2 separate regions of the Mus musculus genome follow, and region 1 is linked to region 2. The links are chromatin contacts, called in public Micro-C maps. All regions are on one chromosome and are shown on one strand. Each heading gives the region's core, a stretch centred on a gene start, on an enhancer-like site or on the middle of the called end of the contact. The rest is flanking DNA. Distances are from core to core; before and after follow the strand shown.

Region 1 (7,065 bases), core at 2,934-5,433, 110 kb before region 2:
CATATGATATATGGTATCTGACCTTTTATGACTGGTATTTTTCACTTGACATGCCTTCAAGGTGCTCTCTCTATATCTATCTATCTATCTATCTATCTATATATATATATATATTTCTTTTATGGTTAAATAATATTTCATTGAAAAGACATACCACAATTTGTGTGCATGTGCATTATATTTGTTATATATTGGCATATGTATATATGTACATATATAATATGTATTTGTTAGTTGATGTTCTTTCATATTTTGTTGTTCCTACTCTTGAGCTATTATGAATAATTCTGCTATGAACATTTTCATGCCAGTTTTTGTGGGCACAAATGCTCGTTGTTATCGTCTATTGTCAACTGTAATAGAGCATCCACACACACATCATTCATCAGTCTTTGTGTGTCAGATATAAGTTCGTATTGTTGCTATCTTTCTTAATCCATATTAATATAAATAAGTTATTGAACAAACAAATAAGTGTGAATAGGGGACAAACAACTTGATTTGAAGATACTATTCCATTCTTCAGGAGGTACAACTAATGACTTTGTCCAAAGAATACAGTATAGAAAAGGAAAAGAGAAACATCATTTTCAGTGTAATCATCTGGTGAGCACTTGGTGTTAAAGAAGCCTAATGTCGATGGTGACAATGTCTATGGTGACAATGCCCATGGTGACAATGTCCATGGTGATAATGCCAATGGTGACAATGTCCATGGTGATAATGCCCATGGTGACAATGCCCGTGGTGATAATGCCAATGGTGACAATGACCATGGTGACAATGTCCATGGTGACAATGTTCATGGTGACAATATCCCTGATGACAATGCCCATGGTGATAATGCCAATGGTGACAATGCCCATGGTGACAATATCCCTGATGACAATGCCCATGGTGATAATGCCAATGGTGACAATGCCCATGGTGACAATGTCCATGGTGACAATGTTCATGGTGACAATATCCCTGATGACAACACCCATGGTGATAATGCCCATGATGACAATGCCCATGGTGACAATGTCCATGATGACAATATTCATGGTACTTTCTGAGTAATGTGCTCCTATGACATCAGAGAGCAGCAGCATATATGCATGACCCATAAGCCAACCACGAGATCAACATCACACGTGTTCTGGCCAAAGGACACTTGACTGAACCTCTCAAAACCTCTGAGATGAGAAACAGCCTGAAGATTTATGTCCCCCAAGCCCGGTGTGACATGACCTTCTAGATGGCTTCTTGCAGTAAGAAAGTGACATTTAAGAAAAAAAATAAAACGTCAACTTTAGTTGACAAAAGTGTAGGGTTCCCGACTGTCAGAGAGATATCATGGCAGGTGTGCAAGTGCAGGCTTCAGTATTTTTCAATGAATCTAAACAATAGGTGAGGATTTCATTCTACAAAATCAAACGCCTCACTTCCCTAATTCTCTCTCCTTTTTAGGCGCATGCTTCTCTTCAGCCAGCACTTCGGTAAGTATGACCCATGACACCCCCGAAGCACTGGAATCAAGTCTGTGGAGAAAAAGAAGGCAGAGAGCGGAGGACCTGGCTTGGGGAGCCTCCCTCTGGGCTCTATTCTCCTGTGACTTATCCAGAGGACCTCAGTTTTCTCACAGAACAGAGAATGGGAGGTTGGGGTGAATGAACAGTAAGAATTCACTTTGCTTGAAGTCCAGGCTATCCCTTGATCAGTTATCTCACAAGAGATAACTCAAGTCTGATAGTCTATGGTGTCTGGGGAGTCGTTCCCTCATTATGGGGGAGCTCCATTTAAACACCTTTTATATATGTATACGCATGTATTTGAAGAAGCTTCTAGGGTTCCATGTGCACTTCCAGGGGTAGGTCATGTTAATCCATGTGCACTTCCAGGGGTAGGTAGGTCATGTTAATTATCCTCCCTCTGCTCATCCTTCTACCCTGCCCTTCCACCCACCCAACCCTGTTTTACCCTTCCTGTCCGTTATTCCCTTTCTGCTTCTATACTGCCACATTCTATTCCCCTTCCTTTGATGTTTTCCCACCCAATGGCCCTCCCATAGGCACTCCAATTTAAACACACATATTTAAAGATTCACATGTATGATCTATTTATGGAAGAGCTCAACATGATGCTGAATGAAGAAAAACTCAAAACACTAAAATCAGGAATAGGACAAGGATATCCCTACTCTCCTGGTCAACATAGCACTTGAAGTCTTAGCTAGAGAATTAGACAGAAGAAGATAAAGGCTCTACAAATAAGAAAGGGAAAGCCAAAGTATTCTTATTTACAAAGGATATGACTTCATACAGTAAAGAATCTAATGGCTATACAGGCAAGATGAAGTTTTCCTATTAGGACATTCCAACTAGATACAAACATGACTGAAAAGACCCAGCCATGACCAATATCTTCTTTATAAGAAGAGACATAGAAAGACAGCTCTCTAGGGATGTGAGACCATCCAGTAATTTGTTAAAGCCTGGCACAGTTTACTTGTTTCCCTATCTCCTGATTACCTGATTGACAAATACATTGCCTTCAAGTCACACAGTGAGGAGCCGAGCTGAGTGAGATTCAAACCCAGGAAGGCAACCCAGGTCCCAGAGGTCACTACTGCAGACTCATGTCACACTGAACACTGTGTTGTAAAGGATTCAAGTATCAAATTTTACAGCCAGGGCAAGACTTCAGAAGGCACGGCATCAGCAATGCAGAATATTCAGACACTTGCCATAGGTGCCACGGGCTTGTCTGAAAGGACAGAGGAAGAGTACACAGCAAGGATGGGTACAAAGGAGAGTCCCCAAGCTACAGTCATTATCACCACTAGAAGCCATTTTGAAGGCTACTTTGAGCCATTGTCTCTGTGACCAGCATGTAACCTGTAGGGCCTCCCATCTGAAAAGCAAGTCTTTATAAATGCCCTGAGCTTGCCAAGGGTGGGTGGGTGGTGAATGCCTTTAGTCCCAGCACTCTGGAAGGAGCGAGGAGGGGGGAGGGGGAGGGGGAGGGAGAGGGGTGAGGGGGAGGGGGAGGGAGAGGGAGAGGGAGAGGGAGAGGGAGAGGGAGAGGGAGAGAGAGGGGGGGTATGGATGAGTTTGAGGCCAACCTGGTCTAGAGAGTGAGTTCCAGGACAGCCAGGGCTACACAGAGAAACAGTGTCTGGAAAACACCAAGACAAAACCAAATGCCCTGAGCTGTGTCAGGTGAGGAAGGAAGAGAGACTGGAAGTGAAGAGAAAAGAAACCTGGAAAGATCAAGGAGCTGGGACAGAGTTCACCACACATTCCAGTTGGGTCCCACTTCCTGCTGTCATGAAACCACGAGACATTAGAATAGTCTGAGCTACTGTGACTTCTGAGAGACCCTTCCTCTAGGCCCTATGACTGGGCCTCACACCTGACTCTATTACAGGGGAGGGGCAAGGACACAGAGCGCTAAGACAATGTGCTTTCAGGCCAAGCTAACTGGGGATCGAATTTCTTTTCTGCCTTGCTCTAAGCTCCATGATATTGGGGAATCAGGACAATACCAGCTACATTGGAGTGTGTGTGTGTGTGTGTGTGTGTGTGTGTGTGTGTGTCTGTGTGTGCTCATGCATGTGAAAAATAAACACCAAGAACAACTGTAATATTGTAATAATATTTGGACACTAGTATTTGATAATTATAATTATTTTCTTTGTCTTGAGGCTGGTTTTTCTTTGTATACTTTATCAATGTACCTTTAGAAGGAGTGTCTAAATAATGCTTTGATACTGTGTCAATTATGGATACACACCACACACACACACTTATATCCACACTCAAATAGACACATCACACACTCTCATACACATTCATGAACACCATACACACACAGATACATCACACACTCACACACTCACACACACACACACACACACACACACACACACTCACACAGCACAGTGCTTCATATTTCACACGCTTCTGAAGAGGCATGACATACTAAATAAAGCTAGGAGTCCCTGTAAGCTTAAGTTCACAAGTGGTTAGGATGTGGGTCAGGTGCCTGGGCCCTAGTGTTGGCAGCTGTTGGGCAGAACTGTGGAGGTGAGATGCTTTCTGGGGCAGTCCAAAGGGGTAAGGGGGAGGCAAGGTGACAGAAAGCATGGAAGGCAAACCTAGACAGAGCAGGTTGCATTTGAAATCTAGGAGCCACGTGTAAGACTCCGCCCCAAACTGCATTGGCCTTAAAGGGTAACAGACAAGCTGATCTTGTGGATGGGAGGGAGGGAGACAGAATTTCTGGGCTAATTTTAAGAATGCAAGTGAATTTCCTGTGCCTCTATAGGCTAGTGGATGTGTGAATGAGTGGGTGTGAATTAAAGACCTTGCAGTGAGAGTGGCATTAATGGTGGCTTCCATACACTAGATCTCCTTCCTCATTCTGCAGGGCCTGTGTGAAGTTATACCTAAAACTGGCAAGGCCTAAGAGAGGATCCAGCTGTGGGAAGTCTAAGGCCCTGAGCTCCCCAAGGGCTCTGTACTTGTGTTGTGGATAGCCCTGGGGTCCCTTGTATTTTGATGCTAATTCCGCTCTCTTGGGAGGGGCTGCAAATGAGGAATGAGTTACATACTCAGGTGACTTCTGTGAACCATCCCCTAATGAAAGAAGGAGCCAATCACTGGGCGAGTAGGCGGGACTTCCAGGACTTCCTTTCAGAACAGAGGAAGAGATGAAGCCGGAGAGAGTTAGGCCCTTTTGGACAGGGATAGGGTGAGGACAAGATGTAGCTACAAGTGTCTTCTGGTTTCAATGGCAGATCCATCTGGATTCGCTACCCGACGAGGATTTAGATTTAATAAGGCTTATGAGATTAGGATTTTAGTTGTTGCACCCAGTGATTGAGTTACTGTCGTTTCTGAACTAAGTTTGTGTGTTTTCCTTCTGGGTTCAAGAGAGAAAGGTACGGCGGCAAAGGCTGTGAGGGCTTTGAAACATTGGCCTGGCATGATAACAGCCCACCAGTGGGAACTTAGCAAGCTAGGTGGAGAGATTTTGGAATTCTGAGTCAGTCTCCATGAGATAATAACAGGTCGGCTATTGCCCACCAGTGCAATGGTGCTGAGAGCTGCAACGGCCAGGCTGCTGGGGCAGAAAGTTGCAGGCATAAGCACCACGCGAATGTGCCCGTTCAGTTTTAATACTCCCCGCAACATATGTGATGGCTACAGAGCTTCTGTGGCTATGGGCTGAGATGACTGTGTGCTGGCTCCTGGGCAGTACATCTCTGTGTTCTCATTCCCTTCCAGGGCAGAGCCTTGCCAAGGGTGGACAGACTTCTCCTACTGCCCGTCTGAGAAGATGCCTCTAGTTATGCAGGTCTAGAAACTGGGTGTCAAGGATACCTGCATTCAGTCTTGGTGGTTTCTTCTCTTTGTTTGCTTCTTCTCCTTTGAGGCCATGCCACTCACACCACATCCATTTCCCCTCAGTACTGAGTAACATAAAAACCAGGTCTAGGACACGGAACTTAAGAGCTTAGATAGTTCATTCTAGTGAATGCTTAACCCAGATACATTCAACTAGAACTTTGTTAGTAAATCCAGGCTCGTTACTCTAAGTGGGGTATTTGTTTTACTATTCAATCTGCGTTTGCAGGTCACTTCTCCATGATTGCCCTAGTTAGCATTAACTGTCAACTTGACACAGTCCAGAGTCACCTGAGAAGGATGTCGCAATTGAGAGATTGCCGAGATCTGCTCAGCCTGTAGGTGTAACTCAGTGGAATTGTCTTGATGGCTGTAGAGGATACAGAATACTATGTGTAGCACAGTTCCTTGGACAGGTAGTCCTGTGCTGGATAAGAAATTTATGTGGGGGGCCAGGGGTGCTGAAGAGATGTCTCTGCAGTTAAGAGCACTTGCTGCTCTGGCAGAGAACCCAGACTCAAGTGGCTCACAACTGCCTGTAACTCTAGTATCAGGGGCTCCAATGCCCTCTGGCTTCTGCAGGCACTTGTAAACATGTGGTGTGTATAAACTAACGCATACACATACACACACACACACACACACACACACGAGAGAGAGAGAGAGAGAGAGAGAGAGAGAGAGAGAGAGAGAGAGAGAGGGGCTAACCACGAGATGGAATTAGCAAGCAGTGTTTCTTCAGTTCTGGCTTGAGCTCTGCCCTGATTTCCCTCAATGATGGGCTGAGACCTGAAAGCTGAGAGAAATCTTTTTCTCCCCTCAGTTGATTTTACCCTGAGTGTTTTCTCACAGTGGCAGGATGAAACTAGGACAGTTATCAAACACAAACTGATGAGAGGCGTATTTGCACTTTTCCCCATCTTGTTTCCATAAGGATACAAATTATGCTTCTCTCTAAAATAAAAGAAACTTGCCATGATTTTATGCACTGACAAAGGAGATATATATATATATATATATATATATATATGGATTTCCACACATACATGCATACATACATTACAGATTTCAAATACATTCTGTATGAGAACTTAGAAATACTGACATCTGGAGGAACCTGCCCTCACTTTTATCACAAAAATACAATGATAAGAATACTAATCATTCATAACCAAGGAAAGACAGGAAGTGATAAGTCTAAGTAGATGTTGAAACAGAGTGAAGGTTTAGCTGGTTCCAACTCTTTCCTGTTGTCCATGTAGTCTCATCCTGTAGAGGCACAGCATACATACATATACTCAGCCTGGATAGGAACTGACGACCCATCACAGGAAAGATTTGGCCAAAGTAGCCAAAGCAACTTGGTGAACTAGTTGGCCCCTGGAGTTACAGGAGCAGGGACAACTCAAAGGCAGCTACATCACTGACAAGCTAACTCCAGCCTAGGTGACACCCCATGAAGCTGCATCCTGAAGTTCTTGGCATGACTTACAGACAGTTCCACAAGTCAGAGAATCTCCTCACAGCAGCTTGGCCTTCTGGCTTCCTCATGGTGGTTGCTTACTGCTTCCATACCTTATAAGTTTCTGAAACTTCCTGAGACTTGTGAGTTGTATTATGTATTATGAACCACCTAAGTGGTCATGAACCTAAGTTGATATGTATTATGTAC
Region 2 (6,497 bases), core at 3,887-6,386:
GCCTCTTCACCTTATTTTTTGAGATAGGGTCTGACGGGACCTGGAACTGATCAATGGATTAGGCTGGCTGGCTGGACTGGAGATCCTGCCGTAGTCACTTTGCCAGCACTGGACCAGAGAGAGCACTCCCAGCACTGGAGGTGGGGGAGCACTCAGCTCTTCCTTTCTTACATGGAAAAGATTTTGCTGTCTGAGCCCTCTTCCCAATCTCAGCCTTAGAAGTTTTAAATGTTAACTTGTGTGTGTGTATATAAATGTATGAAGGCCAGAGGTCATCCTCGGGTGTCACTGCTCTGGAGCCAACCACTTTGTTCCCCCACACCTTTTTAAAAAAGCAGATCTCTCACTAGGACCTGGGGCTGGCTGACTAGGCTCGGCTGCTGGCCAGCAAGCCCAGTGACTAGGATTATAAGTGTGCACCACCATACCCCACCCTCTGTGTTGGTGCTGGAACTTGAACTCTGGCCCTTGTGTTAATAAAGCAAGCACTTTACCAGCAGAACTACCTCTCAAGGCCAGCCATACAGCTTTTAAAGTGCAATATCTCTTTTCTTTTGAAACTCTCATCCATTCCACACTGAGGGATGAGCGTCAACACATGGGACAGCATGCCTCGCTAGCCATTGGGGTGCAATCAGGACCCAGCTTATTTATGAAAAGAAATAACGTTTCTTTCTCAGTGGGCATTGAGCCTGCTTTCTTAGCTGGGTTCCCTCTTTGTCACCATATAGAACTATCTGTCCTGTCGTCATCTTGAGTGGTTAGATGGAAAGGCATAAGTCTCCCATAGAATGGGAAACAAAAATGTGTCCTCGATAAATAACGATTTTCCAGTCATGCATGTTGGATATTAGATCTATTTTAAATTTTAATTAACTTATTTATTATTGTGAATGTGGTTGGTGCGGGGGAGGGGGCACATGTATGTGGAGGTCAGAGGTAATGCCTCAGAGCCAGCTCTCTCCACCTTGACATGGGTTCTGGGGGTAGAATTTAGGTTGTCCACCTTGTACCACAATAGCCCTTATCCACCGAGACATTCTGCAGGTCTTGACATCAGGCATTGCTAGTACCTCCTATTTAGTACATTTGTAGTTTTATGAACTTACAATTAAAGCTGCTGTCTCTGTCACACCTGACCAATTCTTTGTTCACAGAAGACTATGATCTGTTCATGCTTCTTTGTATGTTTTCAGCATGTTTCTTGCTGAATTCTTCTAAAGGATGATGCTGTTTACGGCTGGAAATTATTAGGTGAAGAACAGTTTCTTTGAACAGTGCCTGTTGGGCACATGTTATTCAATACGTGTGTGCTGGGTGCCACTCTCCCACAGAATAAATAATTGATAGCTTCTAATCAAGGTCTTTGACTCTTCAGCATTTGAATCTCTTTATTCTCAGTTTGAACTCACAGAGAAGGGCTATGCACCAGACATGTAATGTAAGCCATTTATACAAGCATGCATTCTTCAGTGTCTACATCTGAAAATACAAAATAACGCTGAAAATAATTTTAATAATATATTCTAGTTAATTTAATATATAAAATGTTTACATTTTAATATGCAATGCATGTCAGTTGAAGAGGCACCTTACATCTTTTCTTTTCCTACTCTTTAAAACATATACATTTGCTACTTAGAGTTAAGCCTAAATCAGGCGCTATTTAGTGTGTGTATCTCTCTCTCTCACACACACACACACACACACACACACACACGGGGTGGGGCATGTGTATACTACATGTGTGTAGTGTATGCACCTTACTTCTTTGAGACAGTGTCTCTCAGTGAAGCTGAGCCAAGCCAACTAAACATCCTTTGCCTCCACCCCCACAGTAGGTGGGTACAGTCAGAGTGGCCATATCTGGCTTTTACACGACGCTGGGGATTCAAATTCAGGGCTTTGTGCTTATGTGGCAAGCACTCTTACCTGCTGAGCCACCTCTCCCGTCCTTAGGTGATACATCTTCATGAGACATACTTGATTTTTGTTTAGGTTTCAGAACATCTGGAGTTTAAAAAAAAAGTAGATTCCAACAGTCATGTTCTCTCTAAATAACTTTTAAAATGCCCAAACATGGAATCAAACTTGTTTCTGAATTTAAATTATGATGAAATCAATAAAAATTCAAATGACTTCTCAAGCGGGGAGGAGCCAAGAGTAGCTAGTGCTGCCAGTAGTGGCCAGTGTAGTTACAAAATTTCTTCCATGGGGCCATGGTTAACAGCACTCTTTAGCCGCCATCCATTTGGGTTTAGCACATTGTTGATCTCCATTTTTCTTGTTTTGGCAGAACCTCAATTTTCTTCTCAAACTTTTAAATCACTCTACCCCAGAAGCTTCTAAACTACACGTCACATTTTTTTAAATAGCCCCAAAGAGAATTGCTAGAAGCCTTAGAACATTCCCTCTGCCATTTTCACAAAGTCACAGTTATAAAAACCCATGTAGGAAAACGTTGCTTGTGGCATTTTCATTATTAAGGACTAGGGTTAAACAGTTTGACAACATCCCAACATCCCCTTATGCCGTTTTGCAGCAGAAGAGCACACAACTTTTTTTTTAATGGAGGTTTTGTTGTTTGTTTGTTTGTTTGTTTACCTATGAAAAGTGCATTTTTCACTATATACCAAACCTAGGACTGTGGGTGTTGCCATGAATTAAATGCTAGTTTTTAAAGGTAGAGTTATTTCTTGTCTATCTTACTCAATAGAATTATAATTCTGGGTTATTACAAATCATTCCCGAAGCCAGGCAGTGGTGGCACACACCTTTAATCCCAGCACTTGGGAGGCAGAGGCAGGCTGATTTCTGAGTTCGAGGCCAGCCTGGTCTACCCAGTGAGTTCCAGGACAGCCAGGGAAACCCTGTCTGGAAACAAACAAAAACAAAAAGAGAACAAGAAAAACAAAAATAACCATTCCCTTTGATGTAGCCCCTTTGCTAGGAAAGTTCCTTAGCAACAATATAACAATATAAAACTGGGTTCTTTAAATAATAACCACTCAATTCCAATTTCACTACTTGAGCAAAATGTAGCTAAGAGTTGTCTGTGTGGAAGCCACTGGGCTCAGATCCTAGGCTTCCCTTTGAGCTCTGTCTCTAATTAGCTCCATCTCTCACAGGGGTGAGCTCACGGTCTTGTGACTGGTACACCATTGAACACCCCCAGCCATTCCAGTTATCTTCTTCTGTGTCTCATTAGCCTGAGGTAGCTATGATCGTGAATAAGTCAAGTCAGAGGAATTTTGTGAAATGGAAATACCCATCAGGGTTACCAGAGGAATGAGGACAGGGGATAGCATGTGAATAGCCTTTGAAGAATGACATCTAAGCTACTGGTGGAAGCCTTGTTGCATGGGGGGAGCACCTTGCTTGCTTATTGCTAGGCTAATGCAGACATAGTTGGAACACAAGGGACTTCTGTGTTAGCAGGGGTGCTGAGTGCACAACCTCCAGCTGATGAGAAAAGTACAAACTCATGCTTCAGTATATCTCGGTGAACCCCGATTTCTGAAGGACTCTAAAAGTGTGCCATTCCCAGAGGCACACCATAATGCAGGCTGTGGCCTTGTCATTAGTTCCAAAGCCTAAGTGCTAGTTGAACAGTAGAGATGGCCACCAAAGTGGTCTTGGGATTTTCATTTGCTCTGTGGAATTGAGAAGTACTTACAACATAAGATGCTTGAGAAATAAATATGCAGCTCGTGTTCTAGAAGCGACTACATACGGTGTGTGTGTGTGTGTGTGTGTGTGTGTGTGTGTGTGTGTGTGTATTCCCTCAAGATATGGGTTTGCTATTTTTAGGTTCTTCTGGCCCATGTTTTAAGGGTCAAGTGTTAAGTTTTCAGAAACAACTTTTAATGAGTCAGGATAAAAACCATCTGGCACAGGAATTCTTCCTCAAATGGATGCATTTGGGAAAGAGGAGTTTCCCATCATCCCAAGATTCCCATTTGAGGTTGAAGAAAGAAAAGGAATAGGGAGATGGTAAAGTTTTATCCTAGAGGCCAAGTGTGCAAAATATCAGAGTAAGAATGACAACATTGCATGGGGACAAATATGCCCAGGACCTGGAGTGGCAGGTGGAGGGAAAGGCAAAGCAGCCTTTTGGAAGGAAGAGTTCCAGACAGACCACAGAGACAGCCTTCTTACTCTCTCTGAATAAGTAGCCTAAGTGACACTTCCTTGTATCCCAGGAAGTGACGATCAGCCACTGTAGACATCAAGTCTCACCCACTCCAGGGATGCTGTGGGGTGCGGGGAGCCCTCTTCCACATGCTTTCTGGGCCAGCTCCTTTCATGAGGCTTTTGTGCCTTTTGTCCACGCCTGCCCCTGAACAACACCTCAGGGCAGAAGGATGCTGAAGGAAGGCTCGAAGAAAACCAGGAATTAAACCAGAGGAGAATTTAAGGATGGGCCAAGTGGAGAGTAGGATGGATGGTACCCAATGCTCCCTCCAGTGAAACAAATAAAAAAATACATAAAAAAGGAGGAAGGAGGGGGATCGTTCTCTATTCGCACGAACCCCATGTGTCCCCAGTGCCGGTTTAAAAGCCACACAAGAATCAACATCAAATCGCAGGACGCCCGCCGGAGGTTCTGAGGGGACAGGCTGATCCGCGGGTGGGGCGAGTCACTAATGAAATCCGGCCCGGCGGGCGGAGGCGGCCCCGCATCCCTAATGAGGGAATGAATGGAGAGGCCCCTCGGCTGGCGCCCGCCCACCCGGCGGCGGCCGCCAAGAGCCTCGGGGCGCTGCGTGCCGTGCCGCGCCCGCCGCTCCGCGCGCACCGGCTCCGGCCGCCGAGGGCTCCGGCTGATCGCGGCGGGGACGGCGCGGAGCGGCGCGCGGGCTCGGGGCCGCGGGGCCCGGCGCGGATGCGGCAGCGGCGGCGGCGACGGCGGCGGCGGCGGCGGCGCTCACCTGAGGCGGCGTGCGGGAGGCGCTGTCAGGGCCGCGCTCGCCGGGCGCCGCGCTGAGGCAGCTCCGGGGCGCCCGCTCTCCACTCAGCCCGCCGCGGCCCTCCGCGCCCGACCGGCGTCCCCGCGGCTCGGTCCCCGCGTCCTCGCCCGCCTTCCCGCCCCGCGGCCTGCGGGAGCCGCGCGCTCCCCGGCGCGGCCTGCTCGCGCGCGCCCGCCCTCGCCGAAGCCCTCCGCGGCCCGCGACCCGCCGGACCCCCCGCTCGACCCCGCTGCCCGCGCAAGATGTCGGCGCGGACGCCATTGCCCACGGTGAACGAGCGGGACACGGAGAACGTGAGTCTCCCGAGCCTCCGGCGCGGCTACCTGGGCGAGCCCGGCCTGACCCCCTTCCCCGTCCTTCCCGTCCCTACGCGGGGAGCCCCGGGGCGGCCCTCTGCTCGGAGGGGGTCCTGCCTGAGGGGATGCGGAGGGTGATGGAGGGCAGAGGGTGGGCGTCCAGAGTGGCTTCGTGAGCACCCCAACATTCTGGTCGCGCCCCCAGCCCCCCACTCGAGTGAATGGATGCTTGCTTGGCTGCAGCCCACGAGCCAGCCGAACCTCTTACACCTCGGCTGTCCTGGGATCTTTCAGCCCTTTGCTTTTCTGGATTTTTTTGAGTCCTTTGCAAACATACACCCCACCCCACCCCCGCATTGCCCCATGACTTTGCTTTTTGTAACATCAGGTCCACATTGGGGGGTGGGGGGGGGCACGGGCACCTTAGGGATAAAGAGGGCAGTGAAGTAGAGGGGTGTGTGTGTGTGTGTGACTTTATGTCACTGCAATACTCTCAGTGAAGAGTGGAAGATTTCACTTACAGCTTCTGTAGCCCCAAGGTGAGAAAGAAAAGATTTAAGAACCCCAAGAAGCCAGCTGTCTTCTTCTCTTCCTCAATCCAGTGTTCGTGACTCAGGGACAGGTTTTAAGTACTTCTCCTCAGAGTGTCACAAGGCACATTTCTTTGAAGGCAGGATTTTTCTGTGTCTGATCAAATTGCCCTCAGGAGCTTCTTTGTTTAGTTTGGTTTGGTTTAATTTTTTTTTTTTTTTTTTTTTGTTTTTAAATCAAGATTGAGATGTTCACTCGCCGTATTTGAAGTCTAACAAAACCAAGAGAAAGGCCAATTGTAATTTCATCTTCTGAGACGGACGATTGTGTTTATATGTGTGTGCAGGTTCCTTTGCAGGAAAGGTGGCTTTCTGTCACTGTTGTTTTTAAAATTCTCCGCGACCTGCCAAGGGGCCCGGAGGCTCCAGAGGGTCTGGCCTGATTGCTGACAAGTTTTAAGGAACTAGGGGGTTCTAGGCTTTGCGTGGCCGACCAGAGAGCTCTCTGGGTGTCTACGCCCCTCATCGGTCCTCCAGTGCTTAATGTACCAGTGACTTCATAGGGATTGTAAAGTAAAAATACTCAAGTGCTTTGGTGTTCTGAGACAAAAGATAGGGGAGGAGAGACAGGCAGGCTCGCTTTTCGAAGGGGCAAATGAGGCACAAACATGGGTGTTTTATCTAGAGAGTAGGGTTTGCAT

What was found. A called contact is a pair of places that touch in the nucleus more often than the background predicts.
Region 1: a Micro-C map of embryonic stem cells shows a contact between it and region 2, with 2.6 times the contacts expected there. The contact joins the enhancer-like site here to the promoter of Mark1 in region 2. A contact is called at or near these places in 8 of 39 promoter capture datasets (the 3T3-L1 cell line, 3T3-L1-derived adipocytes, the HPC-7 cell line and 4 more), 4 of 484 Hi-C or Micro-C datasets (Sertoli cells, embryonic stem cells and nephron progenitors) and 3 of 115 datasets of contacts at active chromatin or transcription factors (all in embryonic stem cells).

What each region holds. Positions count from the first base shown.
Region 1 is chr1:185,102,644-185,109,708 of GRCm38.p6, reverse strand. It overlaps Gm34797 (a long non-coding RNA gene), which reads left to right. Exons shown (of 4, transcript XR_865824.2): 2 at 1,453-1,481. Among named protein-coding and RNA genes, the nearest start is that of Gm34797, 12 kb to the left of the region's middle. Within about 2 kb of position 4,183, at least 19 of the 459 cell types and tissues checked have an H3K27ac peak or open chromatin away from gene starts, as enhancers often do. A contact at or near this core is called in embryonic stem cells and trophoblast stem cells, where this site is marked.
Region 2 is chr1:184,998,188-185,004,684 of GRCm38.p6, reverse strand. It overlaps Mark1 (MAP/microtubule affinity regulating kinase 1), which reads left to right and starts at 5,136. Exons shown (of 18, transcript NM_145515.2): 1 at 5,136-5,263. The coding sequence starts at 5,213. Gm39728 (a long non-coding RNA gene) reads right to left here and starts at 5,119. Exons shown (of 5, transcript XR_865821.3): 1 at 4,932-5,119; 2 at 1,933-2,010.